Linked DNA regions of Zea mays: region 2 is linked to region 1. A link is a contact called in public Hi-C data. All regions are on one chromosome and are shown on one strand. Each heading gives the region's core, a stretch centred on a gene start, on an enhancer-like site or on the middle of the called end of the contact. The rest is flanking DNA. Distances are from core to core; before and after follow the strand shown. Region 1 holds the start of LOC100276220. Region 2 holds the start of LOC100285080.

Region 1 (6,607 bases), core at 1,482-3,981:
CCCTTCTCTGTACAATTCCAAACAAGATACAATATATGTATGAAACAACAGAAATTTTAAAATTATTGAATGCTAGAGTTCTTAATTCATTCATCAGAATAGAGAACAAAACAGAACCTACAGTTGCAAAAAAAAGACCTATAGTGCGTAGCATGGAAGAGTTCACTACAGGGCACTCATAAGTAGGGGTGGTAATGGATCACGATCCAAATGTTTCTTCACAATTCGTTTACGCCCTTAATTAATTTTAGTTAAAAAATGAATAGAAATAGATCCCAATCCTTAAATTTTATAGTGTCAAATTTAGAGCCCATTACCACTACCACCCCTACTCACAAGAGAGGAAAAACTCATGTTTCATGTCATATTCAGTGGAATTGGTAAACTACCTTTGTATGCTTCATGTAGGGACTGGAATGATTTGGTGACAGCTCTCTGAACTATTTCTGTTCCCTGCTTAACAATTTCACCAGAACCATATTCATTCTCCAGAGCCTACAAAAACCATCAAATTGGTGAGTACATATCAATACTAAGGTACTAACATAAAGAAATCATATTAATATACAAATTTACATGTTATTGGTACATCAAGGACATATGGAATTAGATCAGGGGTGGGAGTAAACGTGGACAGTGCCAAGGCTTCAGATTAGCCTTTGGTACTCATTTAATAGAAATCTGTCACGCAGTTTCAAATTACAAAGTAACTATTTTGTTGTACAATTACCTTCAACCCTGTGAAGTGACATTCTAATAACTCTGCAGGGTTCACGACACCTGAGAAATCTTCATGAACCTGGATCGCCCTTTCAATAGTCTTAAGAAGGGAAGCCAAGCTGGACATGAATTCCTTGTCTGCTTCCTGCAAATGAATGCATTGCAATGGAGCCGGGACTTGAGACGTAAAAAATACACAAGCACGGATAAAATGCAGTGAGATATTTAGTTACACGTATACATACTGCAACATTTTATTTCGTGATAATAAATTATGGAGTGGCTGTGACAAAAAAATGCAATCAAGAGGGGGGACAAACATCTACGGGGTTGCTAAGCTGTGCACCTGTGTGAATTATGCCTGAGGAAACATATTCAGTTATGTGGGTTCAGCGAGGTAGGTAGGAAGCATTTTTGTGTGCAATAGATGGAGTGCTAACCTTATCAAGTTGCAAAGTAAGACTGTTTCCATTCTCCAAGGGAATGACTAGTTTGCCGGTAGACTTCTGATAAGATCCCTCCAACCAGTTTGCCTGAAAAAAAATATCGGCTTACAATTTGTAAATAGAAATGTTATACATCAAACTGCATTTGTCTTGCTTACCAAGCTGGAAAGTTCATTATCAAGATAATCTGATCGAGAGAGATCTAGAGATTCATCTGAATGAATGACAATTAAGTCATCCTTATCTGTAAAGTAAATAATGGATAAAAAGAATATATCAATAACAACAAGATAAGAACCCAAGAAGTGGGGCATCCAGGTTCAGAAGTAGAGCGAGAGAGAGATGTACAGATCCACTATAAGAAGCTGCAAGATAGACAGTTAAACCTGTAAGCCCTGTATCAGCGATGTTTGCACCTTCAATCCTGGTCTTGAAAATGTTGCTGCCTTCAGATACGAAGCTAGGAACTGAGACCAACACACAAGCAGGAGGGGAAATTTAGTTGCTAGTTCACAATGCACAGAAATTCGCAAATAATGATACAAAGCATTCCATAACAACTGGCATACCATTGAACCCATCAATTTGCACGAGGAAAACAGCACGCGGTCTATCAAATGGATTAGGAAGAAGAACTTTGTTCAACTGAAAATCGAAAAACAAAGGCTGAGACATTCTGGCAGAGGGGGGGGGGGCATGTAGAGGTTAGCTGGTTCCAGCAGGATGAAGTTTAAATAACCTTCGAAGAAGAAATAGCTGGTAGGGATGTTGACGGTGCGAAACCAAGCAAGACAGAAACAACCGCAGAAACTTCATTTAACGACATTGAAGCGTCCTGCAGTAACACGATTATATGTATATTAGCCAGCAAAGTATGCGATCACAGAAGGGGAGGTCTGTAGTGGTGTATGTCAGACTAAAATACCCAATGGTAACTAGTGCTTATAAGCAGTAACTAAACTAGCTACATATCCAATGGTCGTTTCAAGGGAATAATTCAAGCATGACGCTCAATGGCAAAACAGATCTAAGCAGATTCGTTGGTTCCTCTTTTCCTCCTAAAGAGAGCTTGAATGGGGAATTTTGGTACGGTACCTGGTGGTCGGCTTGCTGGTCCCGAAGGTAGCGGTGCGACGAGGCATCGATGAAGACGGCGGAGGCTTTTCCATGACTCTGCGCCTGCCGCTAAGATGGGACACGACACAAGAGATGAGCATCACCGTCAGGGGCAGGTGAAGACACATCGGAAGGGAAAGAGGAAAAAATGAAGAAGAAAGTAAGATCTTACCGCAGCAGCAGCAGCCAAGGCAAGTAAGACGGAAAGGAGGAGGAGGTGATGGCGGCAGCGTGCCATGGCCACCGACCTTGCTCGAGAACGATCGGATCGCCGAGTGGCAGCAGCAAAGATTGGATCTTGAATTGATGAGGCGACGAGGGAGGAACGAGAGGGGATCGAGGAGACACGATGACGCCACCACCACGGGCATGCTACGCTGGGCCAATTGTTGTTATACTTGTACAACGGGCCACGCCCTCGCCGCTGGGGAAGGCCCAGCCAAGTATGTTGAAAGAGGCCGGCGTTGTTGTACTCCTCCGGCAACACATATATTCACATGTTATCAAAAATTGCTCGTGCGCTTGCGACGAGGCATAAATTATTTGATAATATATTTCTATAATTCTATTAAATAATTAGTTCTTAAACATAAAGGAATAAATTTATGAAAAAAATTGACAAAGGTTATTTATTGTGTGGGTGTTTTTATTTACAATCTGATAAAAAATAGGCAGGCAAACGGACCTACGAGCACAAAAGAGTGACTGGTGTTAGTCCAAATTCACTAATGCATCCCACATCCCAGACTGACCGAAGATATATGTTCTATTTTAGGTCAATAGAAACATGTATTGGAAGTTTCTTGCGGCGGGCAATGCAGGACTCTAGAATGCGAGAGAAAAAAAACAGATCTACGCGTTTCGCGTGTGATGCACGGTGACGATGGAAAGATGTTTTATAATAGTAGAGATAGAGATATCTATCAAAATAGTTTGGGTTTTATTAAATTTATGGTAAATAGTATCCTTATGTCACTAAATTGTTTTATTATAAAAATAGTCTTTATAATTAATTTAATAATACTTAGTTTCTATAAAAAAATCTATTTTTGTATAAATTTAATCAAATTTGATGTATTTGGTACCTTAAAAAAGAATTATATTCTTTTCTATATGGAGGATCTACCTAACTTCCAATTCTATACCATGCTTTGCATATACTTTGAGGTTGGAATAAGTTCCCTGTTTGTTTTAGAGTAACAGATAGTCTATAAGATGAATAGCTAAGAGATGAGGTGGAGAAGCAAACCTAGAAGCCATGGGTAAGACACATGTTTCAGACTTTTGAATCTCACACTAAGAGCATGTTTAGTACTGCTTCATGTCCTAACTTCAGTTTAGCTTTAAAAATAGTTAGCCAAATATCCTCCACTTTATGAACTCAGATTCACCAAAAAACTTGAAGCCAGGGGCAACTTCACGCTTTTCTTGAAGCGAACTCAGATTCACCAAAAAACTTGAAATCGGGGGGCAACTTCATATTTTCTTGAAGTAGCAAGAGAGGTACTTCATATTTTAGAATTATAGACCTTCTCATAAAGTTAGAGTAAAATTACCTAGCTTTGCCATTACTGAAAGGGAATTAGGCTTACACCTATATTCCTAAATTGATTTTGGTGGTTGAATTGCCCAACACAAATAATTGGACTAACTAGTTTGCCCAAGTCTATAAGTTATACAGGTACCAAAGGTTCACAATAAGCCAATAAAAAGACCAAGTAAAGGGTTCAACAAAAGGAGCAAGGGACAACCGAAGGCACCCTGGTCTGGCGCACCGGACTGTCCGGTGCACCACCGGACATGTTCGGTGCACCAGGGTTCTCCACGCGCTGAACTCCTCACCTTCGGAAAAGCTCAGAGCCACCGCGCTATAATTCACCGGACTGTCCGGTGTACACCAGACAGTGTCCGGTGCTCCAAGGGGACGCGACTCTGAACTCGCCAGCTTCGGGAATTCGCAACGGCTAGTCCGCTATAATTCACCGGACATGTCCGGTGTACAGTGTGACAGCGCCAGAGCGCGCAGAAGTCAGGCACGCGCGAGCAGACGCACCGGACACTCTACAGTTCATGTCCGGTGCGCCACCGGACATCCAGGCGGGCCTGAGAGCACCTAGAGGGGGGGTGAATAGGTGATCCTGTAAAAGCTTAAACTTATAGCCACAAAACTTTGATTAAGCGTTAGCACAGTTTATGCCAAGTGGCTAGAGAGGAGTCAAAAACACAATAACCACAAGAATTCAATCACAGAGATGACACGGTGGTTATCCCGTGGTTCGGCCAAGTACAAAACTTGCCTACTCCACGTTGTGGCGTCCCAACGGACGAGAGTTGCACTCAACTCCTCTCAAGTGATCCAATGATCAACTTGAATACCACGGTGTTCTTGCTTTTCTTTTCTCAATCCCGTTTGCGAGGAATCTCCACAGCTTGGAGCCTCTCGCCCTTACAAAAGATGTTCACAGAGAATCACGGAGCAAGGGAGGGAATGAGCAACGCACACAAGACTTCAAAAGATCAGAGCAACACGCACACAAGCAGCAATAAGAGCTCGCAACACAACTCAAAGAGTACACAACTCCACAAGAGCTCTATATGCTATCACAATGAATCGAATGCGCTAGATCAATGTCTTGGTGCTTAGAAAGGTTGTAGGAATGCTTGGTGTTCTCCTCCATGCGCCTAGGGGTCCCTTTTATAGCCCCAAGGCAGCTACGAGCCGTTGAGAACACATCTGGAAGGCTATCCTTGCCTTCTGTCGTCGGGCGCACCGGACAGTCCGGTGCACACCGGACACTGTCCGGTGCCCGATTTATTTCCATAAACAGCGCACCCGGCCGTTGCTGTCTGTTGCAGATCCGGGCGCCGTTGGCGCACCGGACATGTCCGGTGCACACCGGACAGTCCGGTGCCCCATTCCGACCGTTGGCTCGGCCACGTGTCGCGCGCCGATCGCGCGGCCGACCGTTGGCCCGGCCGACCGTTGGCTCACCGGACAGTCCGGTGCACACCGGACAGTCCGATGAATTTTAGCCGAAGTCGCCGGAGAAAAACCCGAGAGCGGCTGGTTTGCTCCGCGCTGGTCTGGCGCACCGGACACTGTCCGGTGCACACCGGACAGTCCGGTGCCCCAGCCCGAAGCAGCCCTCCACTCCTCTTCTTCTTCCTGTTTCTAACACTTAGACAAGAATATTAGTACACAAAACCAATGTACTAAGGCTTAGAAACATACCTTAACTTGTGATTTGCACTTTGTTCATCCATGGGCATATTTTCACATTTAAGCACTTGAGTTGGCACTCAATCACCAAAATACTTAGAAATGGCCCAAGAGCACATTTCCCTTTCAATCTCCCCCTTTTTGGTGATTTATGCCAACACAACATAAAGCAACTAGAACAAGTGCAAAATCACTTCAAATAAAATAAATTTGAGTTTTATTCAATTTTGGCATATATGGATCATCCTTTGCCACCACTTGGTTTGTTTTTGCAAATCAAACTCAAATCTCTATCTCTAAGTCAAACACACATGTTGAAGCATAAAGAGAGTCATTCCAAAAGAGATTGATCAAAGATTTCAAAAACTCCCCCTATTTCCCATAGTCAAAACTTCTCCCCACAAGAAGCCAACTTTTGACGAAAGAGACAATGCAAGAGTTTTGAATAAACCAAAAGCTCTATTCTACTATTTTCAAAATCTCTCAAGTGGTAGCTGATCCATTTATCGCTTTGGCCTTTATTTTCTCCCCCTTTGGCATCAAGCACCAAAACGGGATCAATCTTGGCCTTATAACCCCATTGCCTCACCAAAATCTTCAATTAAGAGCAAATGGCAATAAGAGTTCATGAGATGAACTTGGAATTAGTTACCCTCTCATCGGAGTGCAGTGGAAGTCTTTCATGGTCCAAGTCCACCTTTTCCCCTTTCAATCCTCCTTCGAGACTAAATCATCAAACTCAAGCACATGGTTAGTCTAAAAGGGTCAAGTTGTAACACATCTCCCCCTAAACATGTGCATTACTTTGCAACGGACTTGTGAGGTCCAGGGAGTGGTTGTACAACTTGAGCACCATAATACGCAACAAAATGCAAAAAGGAACATGATCAAAAGCATAAGTACATGTATGCTACAATTCAATCCAGGTTCCGCGAATCTATGACATTTAGCTCACTACGCAACCTGCAAAAGGTCTTCTCATCTAGAGGCTTAGTGAAGATATCGGCTAGCTGGTTCTCGGTGCTAACATGAAACACTTCGATATCTCCCTTTTGCTGGTGGTCTCTCAAAAAGTGATGTCGGATGTCTATGTGCTTTGTGCGGC
Region 2 (6,607 bases), core at 1,574-4,073, 140 kb after region 1:
ACCACCCAGCCCATTGCAGCACCAGTCCAACCGCCCACCTCGATGAGAGTTCTGTTTTTAGTGTTTAGACTTCAGAACTTGTGTTGAATACTTATATCAAAGCTTGAGACTTATGTGTTGATACTTCTGAACTTGTGTTGATACTTATGTTTGTGTTGAGAACTTGTATATTAATGTTTGTGTTGGATATTTATGTCTATGATGATATCTGTGATGTATATATGTGATATATGTGATAATATATGTGATGTATCTTTTGTTTGTTTGGATGAAATAGAAAAAACAAATAAAAAAGGTGTGTACTGGTCACTTTGCCGAGTGTTACACTCAGCAAAGAAGGGCTTTACCGAGTGTCAGGACTATAGCACTCGGTAAAGAACCAAGACCTAGGCACCGGTATAGCTTCTTTGCCGAGTGTGGTTGCCCTGGCACTCGACAAAGAGGCACGCTTTGCCGAGTGCCATACAGATCACTCGGTAAAGAACCTGACAAAAGGGACCCGCTGATGGATTCTTTGTCGAGTGCTGGCTGGTAGGCACTCAGCAAAGAAGTAACTTCTGTGCCGAGTGTATTAGAAGACACTCGGCAAAGGTAACTTCTTTGCCGAGTGTCACCTAGAACACTCGACAACGACGTCATCTCCGTCACCCGGCGCCGTGACGGCCGCTTTTCTTTGCCGAGTACCGTCTGACACTCGGTAAAGTCTGTGCCGAGTGCCCGAGAAAAAGTACTCGGCAAAGAAGCCTTTGTCGATGTACTGTTCGCCGAGCTCTCTTTGTCAAGTGTGACGGTCGATTCCGGTAGTGACGGTAGTGACGGTCGAAGCCGCGAGCCGACTAACGCTCGTCGACGCGGGTCCAGGGCGAGTCGGTCATGCTCCTGACCTTTCTCCGTGCATGTCATCGAGGAGGATATGGTGGCGCCTGTCACGCTTAGGTTATCTTAGCGATGAGGAGTCCAGTTCTGAGATATTGGACAACTAAGGCCTGTAGCGTGGCAGCAGTCGGCATATACTACGGAGTTGGTGGCGGTGTTGTGTCGCTTCGGCGGGTCCAGGGCTGGGAAGACACTCGCCCTTCTCGGACTGACGCCTGGTGCGGTACCTCTTGGTTTGGAGCTGCTCTGGCTGCGCTTCTTTCTCCGCTTGCGTGCTCTCTCCCTATATTTCTAGTGGTATGTCGCCTCCAGATATCCAGGTCTTCGTCGTGTCCTTCTCCGGCAATGAACAGGTATGCCTACCTCTTCCCTTCCCCTTCTGCTCTACGAAACCTTGGAAGTGGGGGAGGCGGGGGATGGAGGTATCTGATTTGTTGACTATGATACTCGTGCGTTCGTCAAAAAATATTATGCGAAAAGTGAAGGCAACAAATAAAAAAATTTGAGATCTTTTTGGTGGATAATTTACATGGGTATTGTTGTAAGCCGTCGCAACACACGGATACCCGACTAGTATTTGTTAACGTGATTGTTTTAACATTGTCTTATAGGACTTCTTATAAGATTTATGTGCATCATTCTTCTTATAAGATGCGACGTCATACTCGTAATCTATTTTGTAAACATCCGAGGCTAAGGAGGCGATGGTCAGCGGCAGGGGAGAGATGCTCCTAACCGAAGAAGAAAAAAAAGTGGGAGTTGGTGCCATATATAACTGATCAATGAAATTAATCCTCCTAAGGTTTGTATCAATAGACATGTGTAGTACTATAGTATGCATTATTGGCAGGAAGGATGCATCATCATACGGTGGTTCTGAATATTGTTGCCTAGTGCCTAGTGAATTAATCAGCTTAGTAAGATGCATGGTGCAGCATCCCAATTGGTAAGAATGCAATGCCCCACACGCAATAGGAATCTCTGCAGGAACGAAGCAAAACAAGCATGCAGCTAGCTGATGGACAGCCGAGCATCGGAAGCTGGATTGAAGAATCATCACATGACATGTACTAGCTACCACTTGATAGAGGACTCGATCGGAGCAAGGAAGAAGGTATCAATATAATTATCATTGTCCGCCACTACTTGATGATGTAGTACTTATAGATTATATACTTATATATGTGCGTAGAACATGGTCGTCTCAGGCAAGGAATCCGAGCTTCTCTCCGTTCTTCTTGGCGAGGCGGATGAGGCCCTGCCGCTGCTTGGAGTCGGCGCCGATGGTCTTGCAGAACTCGGTGATGACCTGATCGAAGTCGAAGAGGGGGGGGGGGAGATGAGATGACGATAAATGGATGAGAGCAGGAAGCCACCCAAGAGAGAGAGAGAGAGAGAGAGCGACCGACCTGCGAGTGCAGCGCGATTGCCTTCCCCCTGAGCTGGTTGAAGCGCTTGCGGCCGATGATGTTGCGCGCCACCACCACGAGCGGCGCGAACAGCCCCTTGCCGGCGTTCACGTTGCCCATCATCCGCGCCGGCGACCGCGCGCGACACCGGGGCCGCACCGACACCGACATGGCCAGCGCCGCGGAGTAGGAGCGGTGGTGGTCGTCGCCGGACACGGAGCTGGACCACGTCGGGAGAGCTCGCACCCGGGAGAAGGACACAGCCGCCGCCATGCCCGTTGCCCTCGCTCGCTCGCTCTTGCTGGAGGCTGGCTAGCTCGAACAGAGAAGCGCGGAGCTGAAGCTTCGGGGAAGCGAGTGGTCTGGTGGTCGTGGCGGGTGGGTGTCCGACTCCGAGCTAAGGGAGGACGGGAGAAGAGATAGAGATAGAGCGGGGTGGGGGGAGCCTTGTGGTGGGGAGGAAGCCACTCAACTCGTTGGCTGCGTGCCTGCCTGCCCTTTCTTCCGCCAACAAATCGGTCTCCAATTCGAAATGTCTGGTGGTCTCGCTCTCAGCAACCAACGACTCCAGCAGATGAGGAGTTTCTGGGCAGCAACCAACGGCCTCTGTCCTGCTGACACGTCAGATCCTACCTCAGCACGTGTCAGGCTGGCATAACACACCCAAGTGGCGGCCCCAAGGGCCAAGGCCACTACTCACTCGGCTTCAGCACAATCATACAACCCAACATGACATGGCCGGGCGTGTTTAGATACATCCATAACTTGCCACAGTTTGCTACTATTTCTAAGCCCGTGTTTAGTTTCCTGCAGATAGAATCTGCTATCCCATAAAATACAGCATGTACTTGATTATGGGATTTTGTTTCTTGGCTCCATAATGTATTTTCAAAATTAGATTTTCAATATCTACGAGAAGCAAAACATAGCCTAAGATTAGTTAGATTTAACAGCTTAGATATACGTTTGATTTATAGCTATAATTGTGGTAAGGTTTCTCCTGCCGTGTTGGTCTCACTCGTCAGTGAATTTTAAAAATAAAGGAAGATTCACTTACGCGTGCTAAGATGTGACAACAATTTGAGCAACTAATTTTAGACAATATGCATACAACCAAACAGGCCTGCAACGCACCAGCGACATACTAGTTCACTCTCCGACCGTCCCAAGAATTGTGGCTGACATGAAATGGTCAGATTCTTTTTATCACCATGTACCAAGCTGACATAATAACATGGTTAAGTCTTAGGCGTTCTTTTTACGCATACACAATCCCAGGCTAATTTAGATGCCACTACATGGCATAGGTTACTAGGTCGCTCAGCCTGCAGCATTTCCGTCCATAACACCATTCACCAAAATCATCCACACCTATCTACACTTAATACTAGCTGAGGTGATGGTACTGCATTACTCCACATCAAACACGAAACCAGACCCCCCCACAGCAAAAGTTGGTGTGCTCAACTCCAACCAAGTCCGCGCTCCCTGCCTACTTTCGCTTAGCAGCTGCTCTACCCATCCTCCCTGCCAGAAACAAACCATCATACATACATGGTTCTCCGTTCACATCCAAAGGAAGCACTGAAAATGGCAACATACTTGGATTGTTCGGATCGCGGCAGTATCTACTTCCACACATGCATCTGAACGGTTTACTGGGCCCTTCCATGTCATCAAAATCGATGCCATAATCCTGGAATCACAGTTTCAAACATTTATCTTGTCAAATCAGCACCCTACATGTATGCCAACAGAGGGCCCAAAAAAAATGACACTTACCCAAGTTAACTCTTCAAATGCCTCCACTTTCTTGTTCGTGAAAAATGCCAGCTGTGCAACATCAAATAGTAAACAATTAGCATGTAGTGCACTTGCTCTTTTCACTAACCCATTAAGGTCAGCAGATCACTTACATGGTGATAATGATGATCGGGCGTCTCAACTTCTACAGGGATCTGAACTAAATTTGCATTGTAGCATCTAGTCATAGCATATGTTCGTTACCAAAAACATAGCGGAGTAGCAGACAAAAGACTGTAATACACAAATTATGGCAAGATATTTACAGCAAAAAAAAACGAGCAAGTAACCTACATACCGGTGGTTGATAAACCGCCCGACATTCCCATAAAATGAACCATCAAGGCTACAAGCGTCCTCATCCCTCAATACTACACCTGAACCCCAACCAGCGTCCAGGAGCACTTGATGCATATGCTTACCATTTCTTGCATTCTCAATTGCTCTTTCATGCAATTCAGCACTTGTTAGTATCTCTCCAACATATTCACAGACAAAGGCACCTCTTGGGAGATCTTCCACTGTGCGTACTCCCCAGCCTTTACCCTCACGTGTAAAGAACACCTATACCATGTAATAATGCGACATCATAAAGGAAAGTTGCGGGAACAAACAAGAACCATTAACTAGATAAAATTCAAGAAAGGAGCAAAGAGACAGTGATTTTTTGTTTGGAAAGAACTAAGCAATACACATGATAAGCATATATAGCAGCACATAAATGGAAGCATTTCAAGCAATGGCCATCATTTCAATAAAACCAGAACCAGCAAATATTGCACATTAATAAGCTATTGGTGACAAACATTTAGAAAGGAGCATTCCATTGCAAATCCCTTACATACCTGTAATTTGCATGTTATACCACGCTGAATCACACGGTTTCCACACTGCATGCCACATCCACATTTACTCCAGCATTCTTTAATGAATTTTCTGACAATATGACCTTTACATGGACCAGGTGAGCCTTCGTTCTTAGATCTTTCAAGAGGGCAAACTGGACAGTAGAACCTATGGTGCTCTTGTAGGAAATGATTCACTGAGGTACATTCATCAAGGAATGCTGTCTTAAGCAGGCCCTCAAGTGTATAGGAGAACTCGCCCCCTGTTATTCTTGCACAAGAACATGGAACTGGCGCTGATAAACAGTTGCCAGAACAATCAGCACAACAATCTTCATCACAAATTCGAGAAATCGAGATGTTAACATAAGCGTTTTGGAAGACAAGATTTCTTGGTATGTAATAAAAGGATGGAGGACAGGTCTCGCTGCCAAATTCATTTACTACAGGTATTCTTACCCGCTCTTCGCCTTTGGATATATCAGTAGTATCATGGGTTGTCTTTTGATTACAGTGAGCCAACTCAGGATTCCAAGCAACAAGTGAATTCTGCAAACAAGGTTCTGAGGATTCAAGGACTGATGACCCACCAGCCACATCATCACTTATGCCCACAGCAGCCTCACAAGAGATTGGCTTCACAAATGGAACAACTACTTCATTATGCAAGCTGCCACTGTCCCTATTAACCTCAGAATGCATAGTGCCCAACTGCACAACAGATTGGCATACCTCACTCAGCAGCTTGCCAATAGAAAGATCTGAAGGTAGCATCTTGTATGAGTGAAGGCACTTCTCCTCCACCATTTTGAAAACCTCCTCCATACTAATGCTGAAATTTGAAGAACCCAAGCTGCATTTCAATGACATCTTCACCTCACCATTGGCTGAGGAAGCAACGTCCACCTCCACAATCGAAGTCTCATGAGTATTTTGAACTGTAGACCCTACCCCATTCTTGCACACTGCGGCTGCTTGCAGGCTCCTGCCAAGACTTTGAGCTTGGTGAACTATGTTGCCTCTTGCACCAAAACCCGAAGTTTGTTCTGCAGTATTCAGTTATCATCACTTTGCAACAAATAAAAGTTTTAGAAAATATAGGATTGTTTCTTACATTTACAGTGTGCAACAGAAAAGATCTATTGTAAATTTTCAGTTTGATTTATACAGCACATAAACACATGTATAAAATGCAAAATTCTGCTGAAACTAAAAGAAGGATAAATACACACATGGACATGGCTTTTGTACAAAAGTAATAGTGTGCATCTGGGGAGGTCCTTCCGTGACATTCAATTGATTTATAAAGCACACAAACATATGTACAAAATGCACACTCACCTGAATCTAAAAGAATGACAAATACAGAGTTACATACATGAATGCATCTAGTCGCTGTACAACATTGAACATAGCTGAACCCAAACTTTACCTGAAGATCCATCATTGAGTTGTGTGGCATTAGGACCAGCCACAAAATCTTCTGCTCTATCAATTTGTGGTTCTGGTTTGGGTTCTTTCACAACTAGAGCATCGTTGACAGCTAAAGGATATTCATGGCCAGCAGCGTGTGGCTCTACAGTCAAGGACCGAGTTTGCCGACGACTCGTTTGTGGTGAAGCAGGCAGAGCACCTTGGGTTGAAACACTGGATTGCTGTGGTGGCTGCAGCTCT

Evidence for each region. Hi-C and Micro-C count contacts between places; a contact is called where the count stands out from the background.
Region 2: a Hi-C map of leaf shows a contact between it and region 1, with 9 times the contacts expected there. The contact joins the promoter of LOC100285080 here to the promoter of LOC100276220 in region 1. A contact is called at or near these places in 11 of 25 Hi-C or Micro-C datasets (bundle sheath, ear, endosperm and 5 more) and 2 of 3 datasets of contacts at active chromatin or transcription factors (leaf and seedling).

Annotation. Positions count from the first base shown.
Region 1 is chr1:205,872,241-205,878,847 of Zm-B73-REFERENCE-NAM-5.0, forward strand. LOC100276220 reads right to left here and starts at 2,732. Exons shown (of 11, transcript NM_001150061.1): 1 at 2,455-2,732; 2 at 2,262-2,351; 3 at 1,906-2,001; 4 at 1,736-1,811; 5 at 1,553-1,633; 6 at 1,325-1,410; 7 at 1,161-1,253; 8 at 731-865; 9 at 390-495. The coding sequence starts at 2,520.
Region 2 is chr1:206,009,091-206,015,697 of Zm-B73-REFERENCE-NAM-5.0, forward strand. LOC100285080 reads right to left here and starts at 2,824. Exons shown (of 2, transcript NM_001157975.2): 1 at 2,286-2,824; 2 at 1,924-2,185. The coding sequence starts at 2,558. The coding sequence ends at 2,081. It overlaps LOC103643167 (probable inactive histone-lysine N-methyltransferase SUVR2), which reads right to left. Exons shown (of 9, transcript XM_008666326.4): 3 at 6,366-6,607; 4 at 4,934-5,979; 5 at 4,387-4,652; 6 at 4,202-4,268; 7 at 4,068-4,118; 8 at 3,888-3,981; 9 at 3,458-3,812. The coding sequence ends at 3,778.